3 separate regions of the Rattus norvegicus genome follow, and all the other regions are linked to region 3. Evidence: chromatin contacts called from public Hi-C data. All regions are on one chromosome and are shown on one strand. The core of a region is the stretch at or near the end of the contact, and the rest is flanking DNA. Distances in the headings are between cores, read along the strand shown.

Evidence for each region. A called contact is a pair of places that touch in the nucleus more often than the background predicts.
Region 1: a Hi-C map of the A7r5 cell line shows a contact between it and region 3, with 6 times the contacts expected there. The contact joins the enhancer-like site here to the promoter of Chrm2 in region 3. A contact is called at or near these places in 2 of 12 Hi-C or Micro-C datasets (the A7r5 cell line and frontal cortex).
Region 2: a Hi-C map of liver shows a contact between it and region 3, with 8 times the contacts expected there. The contact joins the enhancer-like site here to the promoter of Chrm2 in region 3. A contact is called at or near these places in 8 of 12 Hi-C or Micro-C datasets (the A7r5 cell line, Schwann cells, hepatocytes and 4 more).

Annotation. Positions count from the first base shown.
Region 1 is chr4:66,573,063-66,576,932 of GRCr8, forward strand. All of the region lies in intron 12 of Dgki (diacylglycerol kinase, iota), which reads right to left. Among named protein-coding and RNA genes, the nearest start is that of Ptn, 230 kb to the left of the region's middle. Within about 2 kb of position 1,664, at least 14 of the 93 cell types and tissues checked have an H3K27ac peak or open chromatin away from gene starts, as enhancers often do.
Region 2 is chr4:65,013,597-65,017,896 of GRCr8, forward strand. It overlaps LOC134486754 (a long non-coding RNA gene), which reads left to right. Exons shown (of 2, transcript XR_010066134.1): 1 at 1-1,010; 2 at 1,613-2,334. Among named protein-coding and RNA genes, the nearest start is that of Fam180a, 41 kb to the left of the region's middle. Within about 2 kb of position 2,570, at least 18 of the 93 cell types and tissues checked have an H3K27ac peak or open chromatin away from gene starts, as enhancers often do. A contact at or near this core is called in kidney and liver, where this site is marked.
Region 3 is chr4:65,980,554-65,984,598 of GRCr8, forward strand. Chrm2 (cholinergic receptor, muscarinic 2) reads left to right here and starts at 1,897. Exons shown (of 2, transcript NM_031016.2): 1 at 1,897-2,137. LOC102554507 (a long non-coding RNA gene) reads right to left here and starts at 1,716. Exons shown (of 3, transcript XR_005503520.2): 1 at 1,560-1,716; 2 at 233-570.

The DNA.
Region 1 (3,870 bases), core at 414-2,913, 590 kb after region 3:
TTAAGTGAGAGATCATTCTTATTTTAGTTTGCCTTATCTCTCTTTCCTTGGGAAGATAGGTATATTAATTCACCCTCACAACATCCAATCTTACGGTAAGCGCAGCAATAACAGAGGAAAGAGAAGAGAAAGACATCTTCTTGCCCATCAACTAAACAAGGGCCTTAAAGTTGAGGCAAAGGCTTGGAGCAGTGAAAGAATCCAGTTGGCTGGCTGTCTAATAATGAGGGATGAAGGTGCTCCCCCTGCTGGTAGGAGGCTGTACTGACACCAGTGCTCTCCAGGCAAGGGGAAAGATGGTTGGGACAGAGTACAGATACCAATGCCTGAGGCCATGATCCTGGGACTGTAACTTAATATGTCCGGAAGAAACTGAGAAAGGCTCTGTCCAGTAAAGTTAGGCCAATCTCGCACTAACCCAGGGATGTCTTTCTAGCATGGAAGCTTGACCACCTACAGCAGACACCATTCTAGTCTGATAAGTCTTAAAATACTTGTCAGGAAATGAAACAGAGATAGAAAGAGAAAAATCAAACAACCGCCTCTGAACATGAGAACACGGAAAAACTCTAAATCACTTGAAGACTCACACCGAAAGGGATGGGAAAGCAAGAGGATTAGCCACAAAGAAAGGAGTCCCTTGACTTGCTGTGATGAGAAGGCAGCTGCCAATCACACCTTCTTAGGCTTAGCTGCTGTCTTGCTTTCTTAATAAAGAGGTTCCCAAGGGCCGCGCTTCATCTGCACTCAGTACCACCCAGAGCCTTGGGGACTTGGGAGGATATCGTACCCTTGTCTCCAAGGACAAAGCATATTTCTTCAGACTTCCATAGGAAGATGTCTTTACATGCACACTGGATGCAAATCCGTGAACTATGCGTGTGGATATACCTGTATGTGCCTGTGCATGCATATGTGTGTGTGTGTGCGTGCGTGCGTGCGTGTGTGTGTGTGTGTGTGTGTGTGTGTGTGCATGCATGCATTTCAACCTCCCTAGCTCACTGATCAAAGAGCTCTCTATGACTATGAGCAGGCCGGCTTGTATCTCATTGTTATTATCATCAATGAATGGCATCGTGTGACTTTTAAAACACGTTCATTAGGGGTTGGGGATTTAGCTCAGTGGTAGAGCACTTGCCTAGCAAGCACAAGGCCCTGGGTTCAGTCCCAAGCTCCGAAAAAAAAAAAAAAGAAAAAAGAAAAAGAAAAAAAAACCATGTTCATTGCTTTGATTTTCTCATGGGCACCCATTGTTTTACTGAGGGTCCTTTGACTGAGTTGAGTTACTATTTACTCTCAGAGCAGTTGCAAATAGTTTTTTTTCCCCAACAGATACATCATCACTACTCAAAAGGCAGCACGGTGGTGGGGCAGAGGGCACAAGACCCAGTAGGAGACACTGGCATTAGAACCAAGCTCCCATGGGTCCGGGAGTGAGCGGACCAGTCACTAAGCACATTCCTTCCTCTTCTGTAAAGCAGAGAGTCGTGGTGTCTGCATGTCAGTGTCATTTTCTCTCCTGAACATGCAGACCTTGCTTTGCACACGCCTGACAAGTAAGAAAGGCAAACCACCATTACCTGCGGAACACCACAGTATTTTTCTCCAGCCCCCATATTTCACCAGTGAAGGTCATTTCCCAAAAGCAACATGCCATCTTGCCACTGCTCTGCCTGAAGAAAGATGAGCCTTAAACTTGAAAATCAGCCTCACCCTCGTCCGTCTTCACACCAAGAAGTCTGTTGTTTCTAGGCCATAAATAACACCGGCGGCCAAACTTCCCTACAACTGAAAGAGGCCATCAAAAAGGGGCGGACACAAACGTGCTGCCGTAGCAGGAGAAACAGGGGAACGTCGGTTAACACCCTACATGCTTATCCTGATGGAAGCAAAACAAAAGTATATAAAGGGTCTTCAGGCCCCACGGGAGTGGAGGGGGTGGAGGGCTCTGCCTCCCAGGTCGTTATCAGAAGCCTGCTCTTGCCACCGTCCCAGATTTCAGACTACAGGCTCTCAGAAAGGTCCTCTGCTTCATCACGCTTCAACATTCCCCCAAATTATCTGCACCAGCCCACTAATCCCCTCCAATTACCCCCCCCACCCCCGCCGATGAAGAAAGTTATCCTGATTGGGCCAAAACATTTCCAGCTTTCCGGTCTGCCCTTCTTTCATTAGGACCAGCAGGGATGACAGCTTGGGAACACCGAGTCCTCGCCTCTTGCCTGAGCGGGCACAGCACTGCCGCAGCAGCTGGCCAATGCTGCCACCACCTGCCTGCGCTCAGCTCTAGCTGTCACAGAAGGACACCAAGTAATTCTTGCCTTCCACCAGTGTGCTGACATTGGATAGGGCTGCGGAGTGTGGATGACAGTGAACTGACATTTTCCTCTGATAGAACAGGCAGAAAAGAATGAAGGCCATGTGGGTGGAGACTTGACAGTCACATCCCTCCACTTTCAGAGAAAAGCAAGGCACAGCAGTGGACTCTGACAGGTACAGCCACCCCAGCCCTCTGTATCCAGAGGTTCTGACTTAAGTCATTGCTTGGACTAAGGTTTCCCAGGAAACATTCATGTCTATACTGCAGGCCATGTTTCTTCTGGTCACTGTCCCCTAAAAGTGAAGCTATTCACACAGCATAAGGGGCCCTGTCTGAAGATGGTTCGTGGTGTATACAGGAATGCATGTAGGTCCCCACAGAAACTTTACACCATTTTACATTAAGAACTGTGCATCAAGCCAGGTCGGTGTCTATAAGGAGTCTTGAAACAAGTCACCCACAGATGCCAAGGAAGAAATGAACTATCATTTTACTTTTACCGCTTTATTGCCTTAATTTTTAATTTATGAATTTTGTAACTTACCACAAAATCTGAAGAAATGTGATTATCACTAAACAAGAAAAAATAAAGAGCAGATTTTGGGCATCCATCGGCTCCCCACTACTGGCGAATGCCTGTAGAAAACATAGCATTTACTTTCTCATGAGAAAGAGAGGCAGATGCCAAGAGAGCAAAGGGCTTCACACGGTCAACTAGGCCTTGCCATGTTGTCTAACTTGTCTTCTTGGCATAATTTCTGCCCTGCACCCATTCAGAAATAGGGGCCATCTACTACTCTTAATCTAGGAAGGCCAAACGAACAGGAAGTGTGAAGTGAACGGCAAACGTCACTTTAACTGGGGATTTCTGACAAGGCTCTGGAGTAGCTAACGGTGAGCTGCACTGCCCCACCTAGTTTCTCTGAGCCAGGGCCCAGATGGGCAGAGAGCACAGGTCATTCCACTAGGAGCCAGAGTAGGGCTGCCTGTGGCAGAAGTGGCTGAGTCCACGTGTTCTTCCACGTATGAGGAGAGTAGGCATCACTGGAGGTTTGGCAGTGCGGTATAACCAAGAAAAAAGGCACCACTTTGCCAGAGAGTGTTTATTCATAATAATTCTATTATTCTAAGCATGAATGTTTCGTGCGTCATCTGGGTTGATTTCAGCACGGGGATCAAAGAGGGAACCATGTTACCTGACACCTGTACCCATGTGCCTCTGACTTGGGCAAGCCAGGTGCGAAGAGACCACATCTGTGCCACTGAACGGCAGGTCCAAATGGGATGGCTGCACACCTACAGTATGAGTCAGACTTCGAAAGCGCTGCGGACACCACGTAAAACAGTTCGCAGTAACTTACACCTTGCATGTTGGGATGTTTTCTATAAAATCTAAAGGAAATAGGAAACAAAATTTGCCTGCTTCTTTTCAATTTTCCCCTTTAAAATGCCTTCTAGAAAAAGTCCATCTACAAATGTGGTTTAACCATAATGTCCCTGGACAGCAGTGGTCTGTACTGTTTACCCCACTGACTTTGAGGATCCTCAGA
Region 2 (4,300 bases), core at 1,320-3,819, 970 kb before region 3:
TGATTCCTGCCATCCAAAGGCACGTTGGCTACACCGACCTACTTTGAACTCTGAAGGCCACCATTTGAGTCACCTCAGTCGTACCAGTATCACACTGAATGGCCCTGAACAGCTCTATTACTGACCCCCGCCCCCCATATTTCTTATTTACCAACTGAGTTGGTAGTTGATGGCTACAGACAGAGTTGCTTCAAGGATGAAATGAGATCTGCTGGTTTCCTGGCATTTATGAGGTGCTGAGTAAGTACCACTGTCTCAGAAGCATTTTCCTGCTTGGGGGGCTGTTTGCGCATCCCCCTGTTGGCCCTTTTAATGTGAGAATCTTCAGAACCTCCTAGGTGACACAGAAAGGAGGACGGAGGAGAAGATGAGATTGGAGCTTACTTGAGAAAATGACATATTTATCAAGGCACATGGCACTGGTGAATTTTAACAGGAATCCCAGTGCTGCCCCCTATGTACTACCACTTGTGAAAAGCAGCTCTGGTGGGACAGACAACCAAGACCTGTGAACCCTGTCTCTCTAAATGAGTGGAAAGGTACAACTTCTCTGCTTGCCATTTTGCTGTTGCTTGGTAGTTCTTTAGATCATTCGGTTCTAGATCTGGCCTTCTAGATTTTTTTTTCCTGTGAGACAGAGTCTTGCTGTGTAGCTCAGGTTGGCCTTGAACTCTCTACCTTCCTGCCTCAGCCTCTTAAGTGCTGGCACTCTTTTGTGGACATCTCTCTGAGTAGTGAGCAGGAGAGCTTCTCTACAGATGAACACAAGATGGTCTCTGGTGGCAGGATGGGGTCAGCTCATTCCACAGGTTGGGAGCTGGGGTCACGGTGTGTGTTACAGTGTGTGTCACAGTGTGTGTCATGGTGTGTGTCATGCCGTGTGTATCTCCTGCAGCTGTGATGTTACACTGTCAGCAGATGCTGAAAATCAGGATCAGCTCACCCCTAAGAGCAGTGTTGGGATGGCCTGGATACCGTGCAGAAGACTCAGACCCAAGAGGACATGTATGGTATGTACTCACTGATAAGTGGATATTAACCCAAAAGTCCAGACTACCTACGATACAGCCCACAGACCATAAGAAGAGTAACAGGCAGAAAGGTGTATGTGAGGAGGCTCCAGTCCTACTTAGAAGGGGAAGGAAATAATCATGGGAGGCAGAGGGATGGTTGGACCTGGGTGGGAGAGGGGAAAGGGGGAACAGGATCAGATATGAGGGGACAGGAGAGAAGCCCAGAGGCCAAGAGAATGAATGCAAATCAGCAGCCTCAGGGGGGAGGGTGGGAAGTGGAAGTGCTCTCTAGGAAGTCCCAGAGACCTGGGAGGTGCTAGGCTCTCAGGACTCATTGGGGGGTGACCTTAGCCAAAATGCCTAACACTGAGGAGAGGGCACTTGAAGAGTAGATAGACAGGGACTCAATGGAGGGACAGGGTCACTAATTCTCGGTTAAAATTTCCGACCCAGAATTGTTCCTGTCTAATAGAACTGCAGGGACAAAAATGGAGAAATAACTGAAGGAAAGGCGGTCCAATGACAGGCCCAACTTGGGATCCTTCTCATGGGGGCCACCAAAACCTGACACTATTACTGATGCTATGGTGTGCTTACAGACAGGAGCCTAGCATGGCTGTCCCCTGAGAGGCCCTACTAGCAGCTGACTGAGACAGAGGAAGATACATATCCAACAACTGGACTGAAGTCGGGGACCTCAATGATTGAATTAGGGGAAGGATTGAAGAAGCTGAAAGGGAGAGCAACCCCATAGAAAGACCAGCAGTCTCAACTAACCCAGGCCCCAGGGAGCTCCCAGAAACTGAGCCAAGAACCAGGAGCAAACAGGAGCCGATCTGAGACCCCTGGCACATATACGCAGAGGACCGCCTGGTCTGGCTACAGTGGGAGACGATGCAAAGATGCGTCTAACCCTCCCCCAGGGAAGGAGGAGGCCTGGTGGGGGTGGGGAACACCCTCTGGGAGGCAAGAGGAATAAAATGAGGAACAGGGGTGGGGGGTGGAGGTGGGCAATGACTGTAATGTAAATAAATAAAATAACCTAAAAAAAGAAAGGAAGAAAGGAAAGAAGGAAGGAAAACAAAAGGAAGAAAGGAAGGAAGGAAGAAAGGAAGAAAAAAGAAAGGAAGAAAGGAAGGAAGGAGGAAAAAGAAAGGAAGAAAGGAAGGAAGGAAGAAGGAAGAAGGAAGGAAGGAAAGAAAGAAAGAAAAATGGAGTGGAGAAAGAAAGAAAAGAAAGGAAGGAAGGAGAGAGAGAAAGAAAGAAAGAAATAAAGGAAGGAAGAAAGAAAGGAAGGAAGGAAGGAAGAAAGAAAGAAAGAGAGAGAGAGAGAGAGAAAGAAAGAAAGAAAGAAAGAAAGAAAGAAAGAAAGAAAGAAAGAAAGAAAGAAAGAAAGAAAAGAAAAGAAAAGTGGAGTGGCGTATGCGTAAGTTCACTGATCGCCCACAAGATGGCACTCTCTTCCCAGGAGAAAGGAAACTTGAGCCGGGGGCGGGGTGGCGGGGGAGGTACTACCGCTGAGCCGGTTGCCGGAGGGCTGGACTTCTGTTTGCTTGCTCTAATCCATTGCATTTGTGCACTTGGCTTGAGATGAGCAACATTAAGGTCAAAATCAGTGGTCCGCAGCCTGAGGAATGTGTCCTCCGTGGCGATTTGTGTCAGCGTCAATTATTAGCAATGCAGAGGAGGGGAAGGGAGTAGAAATATACCCAGCCCAAGTGCGAGCCGAAGCGGATGGTGAATCTTGTGTTTGGAGACTAAGGGGAGGACATTAAACTTGACCCTGAAGCTCTAGAATGTGACCAAATCGCTCTTCACGCTCCAGACGGAAGACATAGGAGGAGGCCGAGACTACTTTGTAGATTCTGAGTTCTTGGCCTGCCTTGTCCCTTCTGTTTGGGACACGTTCCACATCATCTACACACCAATGGTCCACACTGACAATGAAACCCTGAGGATTCTGGGGACGGCAGAGAGGCAGCTTGCCACCCTGGTAGTTTGGCACAGGTTTGAGCACCTGTCTACCTGCTTTAGGTCATTGGAATTTTCTGGAAATGGTTAACATGAAGCATGGGGATTCATACCCTTTTTGGTGATGTGCTGCGTCTGGATGTTCTAGCCCAAACACAAACTTTTTCTTTCAGACCACTTTGGTTCAGATGTTCACTTTAGTCCCCTTAAACCCCGCCCCAAACAGCACCCTGTGTTCTGCTTTCTTGACTGGGTTGGCTGATGGTCTTGTAGCCAACACTTCCATGGTTGCCTACTGAGACAGCTACTACTGGTGGTGCCTCAGTTTCCTCTTCTGCCTATGTATACTCAGCCCTGCTTTGACGGTCTCCCCAGGTGACATAACCTAGGGGCTAAGGAAGCTTAGGAGCTTCCATTTTCCTCAGACGCCAATGGCCTAGGTTCCTGGTCATTTCCTCTGTGCAGTCCCCTCACAAGGAAACCAGTAACCCTTCGAGAGCCCCACAGATACGCTCGTTGTGCCCAGCTTCTGTAGAAACTATCATCGGGAAGTAGGCTATGGGGTTTTCTGTTGAAGCAGAGCGACTCTCTCTGCTCAGTTCTGAGCAGACTGTGAGCTGCTGGGATCGGTGTTTATTCCACATCAAGGGCAACACGATGCAGAGTGGCTTCATCTTTTAGCGTCACGAACTGTGGCAAGGCCAACATCGTCCCCAGACAGTCATGGCCAGACCTGCTTTGAAGGAAACAATCATGTCAGGACCTCAATATCTTCTCCTCCTTCCTTTTTTATTTTTTTAAATTCAGAGAATGTCGGTATCTGGAGAGGCACATAAGGTCAAATGTGTGTTCATTCAAGGTGAACAGACTGTGTTTGAATCTGAAGGAAAAGGGAAACCGGCATGGGAAACAAAGTATTTGTGGTTGTTGATAGTGAAGAAGAAAACAGGCATTGAAACTTTGAGACTAAATTGCTAGGACCACCGGAAACACATGCATCCTGCCCTACCAACCCTTTCTTAATTCTACCATGGAGTTCCCCTTCTCAACTCAAGCTCTTCACCTGCTTTTGGAATTCGAATCTCTTCCAGCCTTTTTCCTTTCAGGCTCTGTAGAAAACTGACGTCGTCAGTGGCCCATGAATGGCTTCTGTACAAGGTGAGACCTTTTGCTCTGAAATACTCCGTCCCCGACTACCCTGACTAGAGGACCTAGAGTTTGGTGTGGTCACCAAATAGGAGCAGCATGTGACTTTGCAAGGGCACAGTGGTGACTAGAAACAGGAGTGGGACTGCTCAGATCAGCGGCACGGAGCA
Region 3 (4,045 bases), core at 647-3,146:
AGCAAAATCCCACCTCACCATCTATCACCAAACCAGTATACTCTCTTAACTACACTTCCCTTTGATTGATGGGACACAAACGCATTGGGACAAAAAAAGCAAAGACAGATAAATAAAAATCTGTTTCTTTCTAATACATTAGTCACCATCAAAGGAATAAACAATCTGAACACTTCTCCAAGACTATATATTTAGTACAAAGTATATTGCATTTATTCTAACATTTCCCCACCTGGAAACACAGGTCTTAGTGTCTTCTGCAAGCAACAAGCCTTCTTCCCAATGTGCCCTGTCACCTTTGTAGCAACCCGGCACTTGCTGGCATGGGAACTAGGGGTGGTCATGGTGGTGGTGGTGGTGGTGGTGGTGGTGGTGGTGGTGGTGGTGGTGGTGGTGGTTGCAAAGGTTGTGGTGTAGAAATTGCAGATGAAGAGCTGGGCTCTGGGGACGGACATGGAGAGATGCAGGAAAGAGCTGAGAGAGAAAGCTGTCATATTTGCACAGAAGAACCGCCAAATCAGAGCGCAGAGAAGATTTCATTGGCGGAGGCTCCTTCAACGGCAACTAATCCTGTCAGAACGAAAGAAAATTGTAAATGCTCTCTCCAGAAACTGTCCGCCCATTTGCAGCTAATCAAACACAAACGCACAAATAGAGACACCACTCTCTTGCTCTGCTGCTACACACAGCGGGTGAGGGCGAGGAGACCAGTTCCTGGGAGCAGGCACGCGGGGGCACAGACACACTCACTCGCACACACGCACACACGCACACGCCAGCCTGCGGGCTTGGCCAGAACCCTGAAGTCGCAGATCCCACTTGGAAATCGCCAGAGGCGCTGGGAGAAGTGGAGGAGCGCAGCTCCCAGACACTAATTAGTACTTCTCCAGCGCTCGGGTGAAGAAATGAAGCTCGCCCAGCTCTTCACCATATCCAGGTCTCCTTTCTGTGCCGGTGCCCACAGTCATCTCCCTGAAAGCCAGGTTTGAAAGTCTTATTTGCCTATGTTTTGGGGGTGTGATGCTCAGGGCGGCGGACAGATGCAATTTAACTCCAGTCTGAACAGACCACCGGGGTCCCAGATTAGCCAAGTGACACGACCGAAGTGAAATGCCCCGCAGCCTTCTCTGAGCCTTGGGGTCCGCAGTCTCCCCGCCTCCCTTGCCCCACCCGTCTAAGTGCGGCGGCGACAACTAATCTTTCGCTTTTCTCTCGCAAGATCCAGGGAGAAGGCAAGCGGGCAGTCAGCTGAGGACTCTAAGCAGTACCGCTCGCTCCCAAGCCGGTCCAACCTGAGCCCGCCAAAGGCTCCTCGCTCCAGCCAGACTCTACCAGATCACAGCCCCGGGCGACTAAGTCAACGACAGGTAAAGGCGCTGCTATACCACCCGGTTCTCTGATTGTCCGTACCAAGGGCCCGGTACCTCGCAGCTCCTCCCAATCACCCGACCCTGGCCCCAGAGGGTCTGGGTTTGGAAGAATTGTTTGGTGGTCCCCGACACGTGCAGGTTTTCTAATGGAAACTTTGGCATCTGGGGCTTGCTGGAGAGGATACGTACCTTGGCGGGTCTGAAAGAAGGAGGGGTTTCACAGCTGGGGCGGGGGAAACCATTTGGGGTAGCTAAGTCCAGTGGAATGTGGCAAAAGCAGCCTGTGAGCACCGATACCCCAGTATGGCTCTTTTTGAGCTTGGCAATCCCCCCCGCCCCCCGCTGTCACAGACTCTGCTCCTCTTCAACCCCCCACTCTAGATGCTGCCGTGGGAAAGGCAAGTAGAGCTCAGTCTCTCCTGCCGCTCACCCTCTCCCCCTTAAGCCACCCTTAAACCCCAGGGTCTGGGCACACTGCATTTAGGGTGGAGGCCCCTCTCGCCGCCACTCCGTCCTCTGACTCCGCCTTGGGAGAGAACCTTCCGGTGAGGGAAGGGAGACAGGTTTAGTGCTATTGTCCCCGGACCTTGGCCGGGGTAAAAAAGGTTGGGGAAGGTTCCCAGGAGGAGAGAGAAGGGAGTCCTCTGCAAGCCTATTCTCCTCCGCTGGCGCACAAGGTTGATTGTCCACTGTGGCTGAGGAAAGGGGCCCCAGCCCAGAGCTGATGAAGTCTCGGACGCTGCAGGAGCTTGGCCTCCCAACTCATGGTGGGTACTGTACCACTCTGCGGGTCTTAGAGGCTAGCTGTGCTGCAAATGACCTTTAATGTTGGCACCTGCGGAGCTAAGCTATCATCTCAAACTTGTGGCTCTGGGAGCGTCTGAGGTGCGGTCCAAACCGGGTTGCAGATACAAAATACAGTAATTCCACCTGTGCGCTCCACCCTTTCATGTCCCTGGGGTGTCAGAAGCCTCGCAAGCAGGGAGACTTCCTTTGTAGAGCGCTCCAGGGTTAAGAATTCACCCAAATTGACATCTATGGGGGCGCGGTGTGTGTGTGTGTGTGTGTGTGTGTGTGTGTGTGTGTGTGTGTGTGTGTGTGTGTGTGTGTGTGTGTTGGGGGGGATACTCTGCCTCTGTCCTTCCACAGTATATGCATCCACCTTTCTATCTCCGGTCTTTCTGCGCCCTTAAGGCACTTCTGAGCCACTAAATAGTCCAAGGGAGGGTCGATCAGTCTTTCAGTCCCTTTATGTGATGCAGACTCTGGAGCTTGTGTGCAAATGCCCACGGAGAGAAGTACTCGCTGCCAAGAGCTGGGAGGAGGGCAGAGAAATGGAAGTAAACGCTGAAGGCAAGTAAAATTGCCCGCTGACACATCACCCAAGCTGCCCTGTCGTGTTCTTGTGTCACTTCAGGGTCCCCGCGAGTCTGTTCCTGCAACCCCATTGCTTCAGAGCTTCCCTCCTCAGGAATCCCCATGCCTCTGTGCTCCAGGTCCAGACCCTCCCACGCTGACCTTCCATTACTCTCTACTCCGTCTCTTTTTCTTTTTGTCTGGTTTTGCTTCCCTCGTTCTTTCTTTTACGCTGGGTGGCAGTTGGTATATGGAAATCTTAGGATGCTCAGTCCCTCCAGCATAAGCAGCCAGCAACACAAACACACACCCCAAAGCTCTTCTGTACACACACGCATTAGCGTTCCAGCGCCTGGTCACCTTTGGGCATTCCCTCAGCATCTGCAGCTTCTGTCATCATTGCTGAGGCTTCTGCCTCAGCCCAGCTGAATGGAGAGAGGGAGCTGATCCTACTCCCCGGAGAAACCTCAGGACAATCAGGCAGACCTTGGGAATTTGAGGTAGAAGTGCAGTGGAGAGACTGCTGGGGCAGTTCAAAGAGGTGAGCATTCCTGTGGGAAGCAATTTTCCCATCCCGATACAGGCTGTCTTGACTCCCTGTCAGGACTCCTTGTCTTGGAGTCCAACTAGTTGTAATTGTTTTTTTTCCAACCCTCTGATGGCTGAGTACCGGAGTGGGCCTGAACCTTCTTTCTCTTTCTTGCAATCGGCACATTTCTGGACTCAGGGTTCTTTGCTCAAAAAAAAAAATCAGCTGGACTTATAAACTCCATGTTAACTAACTCTGGATTGTGGGGCAAAGGATTTTACGATGTTTTCGGCAGACAATTAAATGCATGAGCATAAACTGTCTTGATAAGCATGGGGTGGTTATGTTCTTTTCACTGCTAGCAATAACAGGAATCTTTATACCCATACATAGAAGCTTCTCGTGAACAGGCGTCCCTGGGTCATCGTGAAGAATTTTGCAAAGACACCTATGACTGTAGAGATAAAACCAGTCGATTTAGCCAAGACACAGTTTCGTGCTGAGAATTATACGGGTTATAATTGAGAATGGACATCTTTGAGATTGTTGTCAAAGGTGGAAAAACTTTATGCCAATGCTGTAACAGCTTTCCCTTAGGAAAGGGACTAAAGAGTCCCTTTAAGACCAGATCGTCACCCCGTTACTGAAAAACACGTTGAAGTTTTGGCAATACAATTGATAAACAACTCCTCATCAACTCCATGGACTTCCGAGGTGAAATAATATCCACAAATGAGTTTCAAAATCCAAGACTCTTAAAGGCCTGGAATATCTCCTCAGGTTTGTCTCT